Regions from separate parts of the Mustela erminea genome. Here region 1 is linked to region 2. A link is a contact called in public Hi-C data. All regions are on one chromosome and are shown on one strand. Each heading gives the region's core, a stretch centred on a gene start, on an enhancer-like site or on the middle of the called end of the contact. The rest is flanking DNA. Distances are from core to core; before and after follow the strand shown. Region 1 overlaps KIF3C (kinesin-like protein KIF3C). Region 2 overlaps LOC116596413.

The links. A called contact is a pair of places that touch in the nucleus more often than the background predicts.
Region 1: a Hi-C map of spleen shows a contact between it and region 2, with 11 times the contacts expected there. The contact joins two enhancer-like sites. A contact is called at or near these places in 2 of 3 Hi-C or Micro-C datasets (fibroblasts and spleen).

Annotation. Positions count from the first base shown.
Region 1 is chr7:121,710,746-121,714,467 of mMusErm1.Pri, forward strand. KIF3C (kinesin-like protein KIF3C) reads left to right here. Exons shown (of 8, transcript XM_032353109.1): 4 at 984-1,102; 5 at 1,567-1,683. Among named protein-coding and RNA genes, the nearest start is that of KIF3C, 25 kb to the left of the region's middle. Within about 2 kb of position 2,131, the one cell type or tissue checked has open chromatin away from gene starts, as enhancers often do. A contact at or near this core is called in fibroblasts, where this site is marked.
Region 2 is chr7:121,535,485-121,539,509 of mMusErm1.Pri, forward strand. It overlaps LOC116596413, which reads left to right. Exons shown (of 8, transcript XM_032353714.1): 6 at 1,331-1,384; 7 at 1,468-1,551; 8 at 2,246-2,302. The coding sequence ends at 2,302. Among named protein-coding and RNA genes, the nearest start is that of GAREM2, 19 kb to the left of the region's middle. Within about 2 kb of position 2,292, the one cell type or tissue checked has open chromatin away from gene starts, as enhancers often do. A contact at or near this core is called in fibroblasts, where this site is marked.

The DNA.
Region 1 (3,722 bases), core at 881-3,380, 180 kb after region 2:
CAGAGTGACTTCGCCGGGGCTGCCGGCCTGAGGAGTGGGGGGAAGGCGGGGGTCCGGGGCTGGGGCAGACTAGAGCCTCTTCTCCTGGGCCAGGCTGGGCCTGGTGGGCTGGGAAGGCCTTCACCTCCAGTCTCCTGCTGCCATCCTGACAGCGGTGGGTAACTTTCCCTGCGCAGTGTCACCAGCGAGTCACGGTTGGGTAGCCAGGCCCAGGACAGGAGTGTCAAGGAGGCCTGAGGAGACGCAAGCCTGGGGGATCTCTGGAGGGGAGCCACAGGCCTCTGTAGACACAGGAAGGAATGAAACTGATCTCCGGAACCCTGCAAAGTCCAGGGCCAGGGAAGGGCGTGGACAGGGACAGGAAGCGGCAAATTCCAGCCCAGATTCTGGGAAGAACCTGGAAAACCCTCTGGGTTGCTGATGTGAGTGGCCCAGAGCAGGCCAGGAGGAGGCCCAGCTGCAGTGGCAGTTTCCAGGGACGTATCTTCCTCTTGGCGGGTTAGGAGCGGGATCGCTCCAGGAAAGCCAGATCATGATCCTGGAGAGGCAGGAGTGGGACAGGTCACCTTCCAAACTGGCTTAGGCCCCCTTCCCTCCAGGACTCCGGCACGGCAGTTCTGTACTTGGGTCCTGACCCGGACTCTTCTTGTAACTAGTGGTGTGACCTTGAGCAACTGTGTCCCTGAGTCACCTCCTCTACCAAAAGAGGGTGTTGGGACTAAAATGTCTCTCGGGTCCCTTTCAGTTTTCCACAAGGTGACAGCCTCGGAGAGGGAGCAGGTAACAGGTCCTAGGGGAGGAGGGACAGGGTGGCCCTTTGAAAAACCCGCCCTCATCTGTGGTAGGGCAGGAGGGAGGAGGCAGGGGCCTCGCCCTGGACTCAGCTGGTGGAGCCTGAGCCTGCAGCATCGGGGTCTGGGCCGGGAGACAGGGGCCTCGCCACCCCACGGCGCAGCCTCTGAGCGGCGCCTGTCCCCGCACAGCTCTACGCCAAGCTGCAGGCGGTGAAGGCAGAGATCCAGGACCAGCACGACGAGTACATCCGCGTTCGGCAGGACCTGGAGGAGGCGCAGAATGAGCAGACCCGGGAGCTCAAGCTCAAGTAGGGCCCCCTCCTCTTCCCATTGCTGGTCCTCCGCTGTCCATCACTACCTGGCCTCTCTCTGAGGGCTTATTCCTTCCTCAAGGCCTCGTTCCAGCCGTCTACTCCCCCAGGAGTCCACATCCCTTAGGAATAAAATGTGTCTGAGGGGGGAGGACGAGTTGCTTATACTGCCTGTTTCCTTCTCCTTCCTCTGCCCGGCCGCAGCGATGAGTCTCCCGAAGTGCATGCTGGGTACTGGCCAGGAGTGACCCCTTGGGCCCTGAGTCCACAGTCTTTGCCCCAGAAACAGGGGTTTCAAGTTCTGTGATTGCTGTAGGGATCCTCACTTCTCCAGCTGTCCGGATTTTCCGTCTCCTCTGTTCCCTTTTGACTTGCCTCTTGACATCTTGCTCCAACCCTCGCGTGCCCCCTGTGGTCTCTCCCTCCCCAGTTTCCCATCTCTACCTCATTCCTGCTCCCAGGTACCTGATCATCGAGAACTTCATACCCCCTGAGGAGAAGAACAAGATCATGAACCGGCTCTTCCTGGACTGTGAGGAGGAACAGTGGAAGTTTCAGCCACTTGTGCCCGCCGGAGTGTGAGTCCCTCACCGCCTGGTCTGGGCGCACCCCAGGTTGGGGGCGGCCAGCGGTCTGCGGTGACAGTGGTTTTCTGTGGATTTGGAGATGGGTAGGAAAGATGCAGGTGGAGGATGGATTTCTCCAACGTAGGCGTCTTCACGAAGGAAGGGTGTTCTGCCCAAAACAAAATGTCTCAGGTGCCCCGTGAGGGACCCAAGGAAGGGAAGAGCGTCTCAGCCTTTTGGCAGTCCCAGTGAATGACAACATCCGGTCAGTCTGGAGAAGATTCATTCATCGGCTGCCAAAAACAGCAACAATAGTTAATATTTGCCTTCCTGTGTTGGGCACTGTGTACAGGACTCTCCAGACTGAAGGTAAATCAGACACGGTCAGAGCTCACAGCCCGGTCCGGAATGCAGGGAAGTGATCAGATCAGGAAATGATAGCGGTGTGACCCAGGCTTGGTCAAGCAGCTCAGCCTGGTGATTCAGCATTTCCACCTGTTTCTCTACAGCCAAGCTGGAAGGGACAGTTTGCATCCGCCGACTTGGTGTATCGCTCCCCCTGCTGGTGGCTTGAAGAATAAGATGCTCCTCAAACCCAACAGAGGGACTGACTGCCTCACTCAGCCCAACCACAGTCCTTTAACTGAAAATCTGTACAGGGCTGTTTAGGAGGCTGAATACCAAAGCACTTTCCTGGGGGTTCTTTGCTCTCTTTATCTTAGGAATATTAATGACAAGATAGCACAGGATTCTCCCCAACACTAGGTGGGAATCTAGCTATAAAGGTCTCTGGCTTCTCCCCAAAACATCAGATGCCTATTTAATCGATCTGCTGTCTAAAAGGCTGGCCCTACCCAAGCTTACACATTGCAGCTTTGTAAGTGGCAAGTTCATGAATAGAGGACTTTTCAATGGTGTCCCTTTGGACTTGACGCAAAGCTTCCAGGAGATTCTGAAAGGAAGCCCAGCTTGAAAGCCACTACTTTAGTGCCCTCTGCTGGAGAGAGATGCTGGTGAGGCTTCTGATTTGTAGGGTTATTGATTTTGTAGTTAGAATTCTGAGTTTCTCAACTTAAGTTTTACAGGGGTGCCTGGCTGGCTCAACTGGTAGAGAATGCAACTCTTGACCTTGGGGTTGTGGATTCAAGCCCCATGTTCGGTATAGAAATAACTTAAAAGTAATTTTTTTTAAAAGATTTTATTTATTGGGCAGCTGGGTGGCTCTGTTGGTTAAGTCACTGCCTTTGGCTCAGGTCATGATCCCGAAGAGTACCAGTATCCAGTCCTGCATCAGGTTTCCAGCTCCACAGGGAGTGTGCTTTTCCCACTGACCTTCTCCCCTCTTGTGCTCTCTATCACTCAAATAAACAAACAAATAAGGTTTTATTTATTTATTAGAGAGAGATCGGGGCAGGGTAAGGGGCATAGGAAGAGGGAGAGGAAGCAGATTCCCTGCTGCGAGCAGGACTCAACCCAAGACCCTGAGATCATGACGTGAGCTGAAGTCAGGTGCTTAACCAACTGAGCCACCCAGGAGCCCCCAAAATAAAAGCTTTGAAAAGAAAAAAGTTTGCAGGTTGAGGAATGTCTTTACATTAGATAGAGATGAGATGAGAGACTCTGAGAAGGCATGTTTTTTAACTTTTTATTTTGAAAACTGAGCATTGCAAGAACAGTGCAAAGAATTCCCATATACCCCGGATGCCTGCTGGCTTTCCTAGCCCATTGTCTCCGTCTCTTTGGCTTTAAAGGTGAAGCTGTGCTCCTGACCTGCTCTTTGTGTGCCTCAACCCCCTCCTCCCCACGCCAAACAGTTCTGGGCAGAACAGGAGAGCTTAGTTGCTTGTGAGGCCCTGTTCCCCCTTCTTCTCTCTCTCCTCTTTTCCCCACCATCCGTCTTGTCTTGCTCGAGGAGAGTAGTGCAAAGAGAGAAAAGGTGTTTTCCTTGCCATCAGAAAGCCTGAAAATTGATCATTTCTCAAAAGCTTCCCACTGGGGCATATCTGTGTAGTGTTTTCTTTACAGAAATCTTTGGGGAGAATCAGGCCCTA
Region 2 (4,025 bases), core at 1,042-3,541:
CCCTCTGAGCTCCCTACCACTCCTCTTTTCCATGCGCCCCCCACCACACACACTCTCTCTGCTGGTTTGTGTGTTTTATTTCTAGAAGATTCCCTCACTTTCACCTTCTTTTTTTAAAACTTTTTTTTTTTAAGATTTTATTTATTTATTTGACAGACAGAGATCACAAGTAGGCAGAGAGGCAGGCAGAGAGGAGGAAGCAGGCTCCCCGCCGAGCAGAGAGCCCGATGTGGGGCTCGATCCCAGGACTCTGGGACCATGACCGGAGCCGAAAGCAGAGGCTTTAACCCACTGAGCCACCAGGCGCCCCTCACTTTCACCTTCTAATTCTTCTCTTGATTCTTTTATTTCAGTTGACTGTTTTTATTTTAATAAATTCTATCTCATTTTTTTATAGCATTCAATTAAAAAAATTTTTTTTAAAGATTCTATTTATTTGACAGAGAGAGACATCATGAGCTGGGAGAAGGGCAGAAGGGGAGGGAGAGGCAGACTCCCCACTGAGCAGGGAGCCCAACAAAGGGCTCCGTCCCAGAAGCCCAGGATCATGACCTGAGCTGGAGGCAGATGTTTACCCGACTGAGCCACCCAGGCGCACCTCTTTTTACTTAAGTGACCTCTACCCCCACTCTGGCATGGAACTTAGCCCCAAGATCAAGAGTTGCACGCTCTACCGACTGAGCCAGCCGGATGCCCCTGCATCGTGTTCTTGCTTTATGGATTCAATATCATGTCCTACCCACGTATATTCATTACATGACATTCATTCATTACAGTGGGTTTGAGGTTTCTCTTTGGTTTTTGCAGTTTTTAAATTTCCTTTTCTTGTTTCTTTGTTAGCTGTTTTCTTCTTTTACGTCACCACACAGATCTGGGTATCTGATTGAAGGCAGGTATCTGTACAGTCTGGGTATCACGTATGTGCATTTTTACTGTCTACGTTTCTCCTGTTTGGTTTCACAGAGGTTTTAGGTAGATTTGGAAACTTGACATATGTGCGTCTGACTTGGTGACTAGAAACCTTCAGCATGGCACCATCCGCAGGGAGCTGAACTTTTAGTTGGTGTACCTCCAAGTGACACGGTTGGTCGCTCTTTTCTCTTGAGCCAGGTTTTCCAGAGACCTTCCTAATCTTCTGCCTGGGTACCTACGTCTGGAGGCCAAAACCGGGGGAAGGGAGGGGGGAAGGCGGAGAGAATCTGAGGAAGCCATCATTCAAGAAGTAGCCGTTCACTGAACCCGCTGCTGTGGACCTCGTGCCTCACCCCACCTTTCCCTCTGTCTGCCTGGTGCCGTTGAGTGTGGAGCCCCTCTTGTTCCATTTCTGCAGCTCCTAAACGTTCAGGAGGGGTGGCAGTACCTCCTGGCTACAAGCGATGATCAGGTACACCCGGGGCACCCAGGACCTCTTACAGAGACTTCCTACTGGTCCCACGTTTGTCTACTGTCTCACACCTGCCATCTCAGTGGTACCTGGTGGCCCTACATCCTGGAACTCTTGGATTCAGGGCAAAATTGCTCACTTCTTACCGGCGCTCCTCTTGGAAAACGGTGAGCTTGTAACTTCCGCTCTAGGAGATTCCCCTCCAGCTGTTGCCCATCTCCCGTTTTTAGAAGACTTAGGTTCAGTATTTGCATTAATAAATCTTTTAATTCTCACAGATTGCCTGCCTTTGAACATTTTATAGTATAGTTGACACAAAATGTTACATTAGTTTCAGAAGTACAACATGGTGATTCTGGAAATCTATACGTTATGCTATGCTCACCGCAGGTGTGTAGCTCCCATCTGTCACCATGCAGCGCTATGACAATGTTGTTGACTATATGCCCTAAGCTGTGCCTTTTATTCCCAAGACTTACCGTCTTGTAACTGGAAGCCTGTATCTCCCACTTAATTTTGCCTGGCTCTGCTTACCAGAAATCCTATAGGATGGGGTGCCTGGGTGGCTCAGTGGGTTAAGCCTCTGCCTTCCCCTCAGGTCATGATCTTGGGGTCCTGAAATCCAGCCCCTAATCAGGCTCTCTGCTCAGCGGAGAACCTGCTTCCCCCTCTCTGCCTGCTGCTCCGCCTACCTGTGATCTTTCTCTCAAATAAATAAAAAATCTTAAAAAAAAAAAAAAATCCTACAGGATGGGATCTCCAGACTGACGGGCTCTAGGAAGTTTCTTGTGACCCAATGAAGACATGCAGTTCTCAGAAATGGTCACAAGGTGGCCCAGTGACTCTATATTTAATTTATAGATGTCCCCCAGCTACCGGGCCAACCCGGAAGAGTTAAAAGTGTTCGATCTTGGTTAATCCCGCAGAGGGGAAAGAGCGACGTAGGTATTTACGCTGAACTGAGGCTCGGAGTGCTTTCTAGCCCCGCTTCTGGAGAAAAGGGAATTGAGAGTCACAGGAGTCAACCCATCTGTCCTGTATCCGGAACAGGCCCTAGGCTTGAATTTTAAAATTCTTATTCTTTTAAAAATCATATTCAAAGTTGCCTTCAAATTGTAATGCACCTGCGCGTGCATGAAGGCGGCAGGGGGCACCAGGAGGCCAGCGCAGCTCCGGCTCAGGGAGTGGAGCGAAAGAAACCGAAGGGAAGTCACCGCGTCACTTACCGCGTGTCCCGGACGCTTGCCGCGTGGGCAGCAGCGCACTTAGCGCCGTGGAAACACAAAGGGCACGAGGGTCCCTGCCCTCCAGAGTGGGAAGGACATGAGCCTGCAGAAGACAACTACTGGCAACCAAGGAAGTCGGCAGTTACGCCCGGTGGAGACGTCGGTCAAAAGTGCTCTCGGCGGTGGGGAGAATCGGGAATCCTTCCCTGCAGGGGAGCGCAATGCCCTTGCTGGGGAGCCTGGGGCTGGCCTTGGAGTTCGAGTCGGACTCAGCCCTCCTCAAGCTGGGACATGCGCACTAAGCATCGCCTGGGACTTCGATTTAAAGGCAGATTCTGATTCAGAAGGGCCGTCCGTGGGTGCCGAGACTCTGCGTTTCTAACAAGCTCCCAGGTGACTCCGCTGTGGCTCATCGGAACCAGCTCAAGGGTGTAGGCACTGGTTCATCAACAAAAAACCGCTCACACTCCAGTCTCAGCCCATACTGCGTTAATCGGGCTGGGTGCAACCTTGGCGTTGGTATTTTTAAAGCGCTTCCTCGGTGATTCTGATGCGCGGTAAGGTTCGAACATCACCGGCGTGGGAGCATGTGTCACCCCACCCAGCACCTGAAGCCCCCGCCGAGAGTCAGAGCCCACCCCACGCTATGGAAGCGGCACGCAAGACTCTCTCAATGGGTCACTGACCATTCCCCCACCTCTGGGGCACGGGCATGCGCTCTGGGCGTCACCAACCAACTGAACCATCTTAGACATCGCAGCAAAAGCTACTGAAAGAAGCCGGGGCTGCGCGGTTCCGACCTTGGCAAGGAGTTTGGCATCGGTGGCAGCCATACTGTTCTCAGAGGCGGCAGTAACCATGGCTGGGGCACAACGTTCAGCCGCAGGAGCCGTCCGGCCTCAGTAGACCAATTCTGCTAAGCCTGATTTGAACAGTGGTCTTGACCGCACAGCCTCTAAAACTCGTCCTTTGGTCCTAGAGGTTGTGAGCTACCCAATGTAATATGAAACCCACACAGAGTCCTTTATGATTAAAGATAATACACCCTGTAAAACCCCTAACACCAATGTGCAGATGAATGAATTGTTATAAGGCAAACCCCCTTGTAAACATCCGTGCCAGATTTTGCTATCCCTGAATATCCCTCCATGTGCCCTTTACAACTTAAAAGATTTATTTATTTATTTATTTATTTATTTATTTATTTATGGGAGGAAGGACAGAGAGAGCAAGAGACAATTTTTTTTTTTTTTAAGATTTTATTTATTTGTCAGAGCATGAGCAGAGCGAAGCAGTAGGCAGAGGGAGAAGCAGGCTCCCAGCTGAGCAAGAAGCCCCAGTTCTGGGACAAGATCCCAGAACCCTGAGATCATGACCAGAGCCAAAGGCAGGATCCGAGACAAAATCTTGAAGCA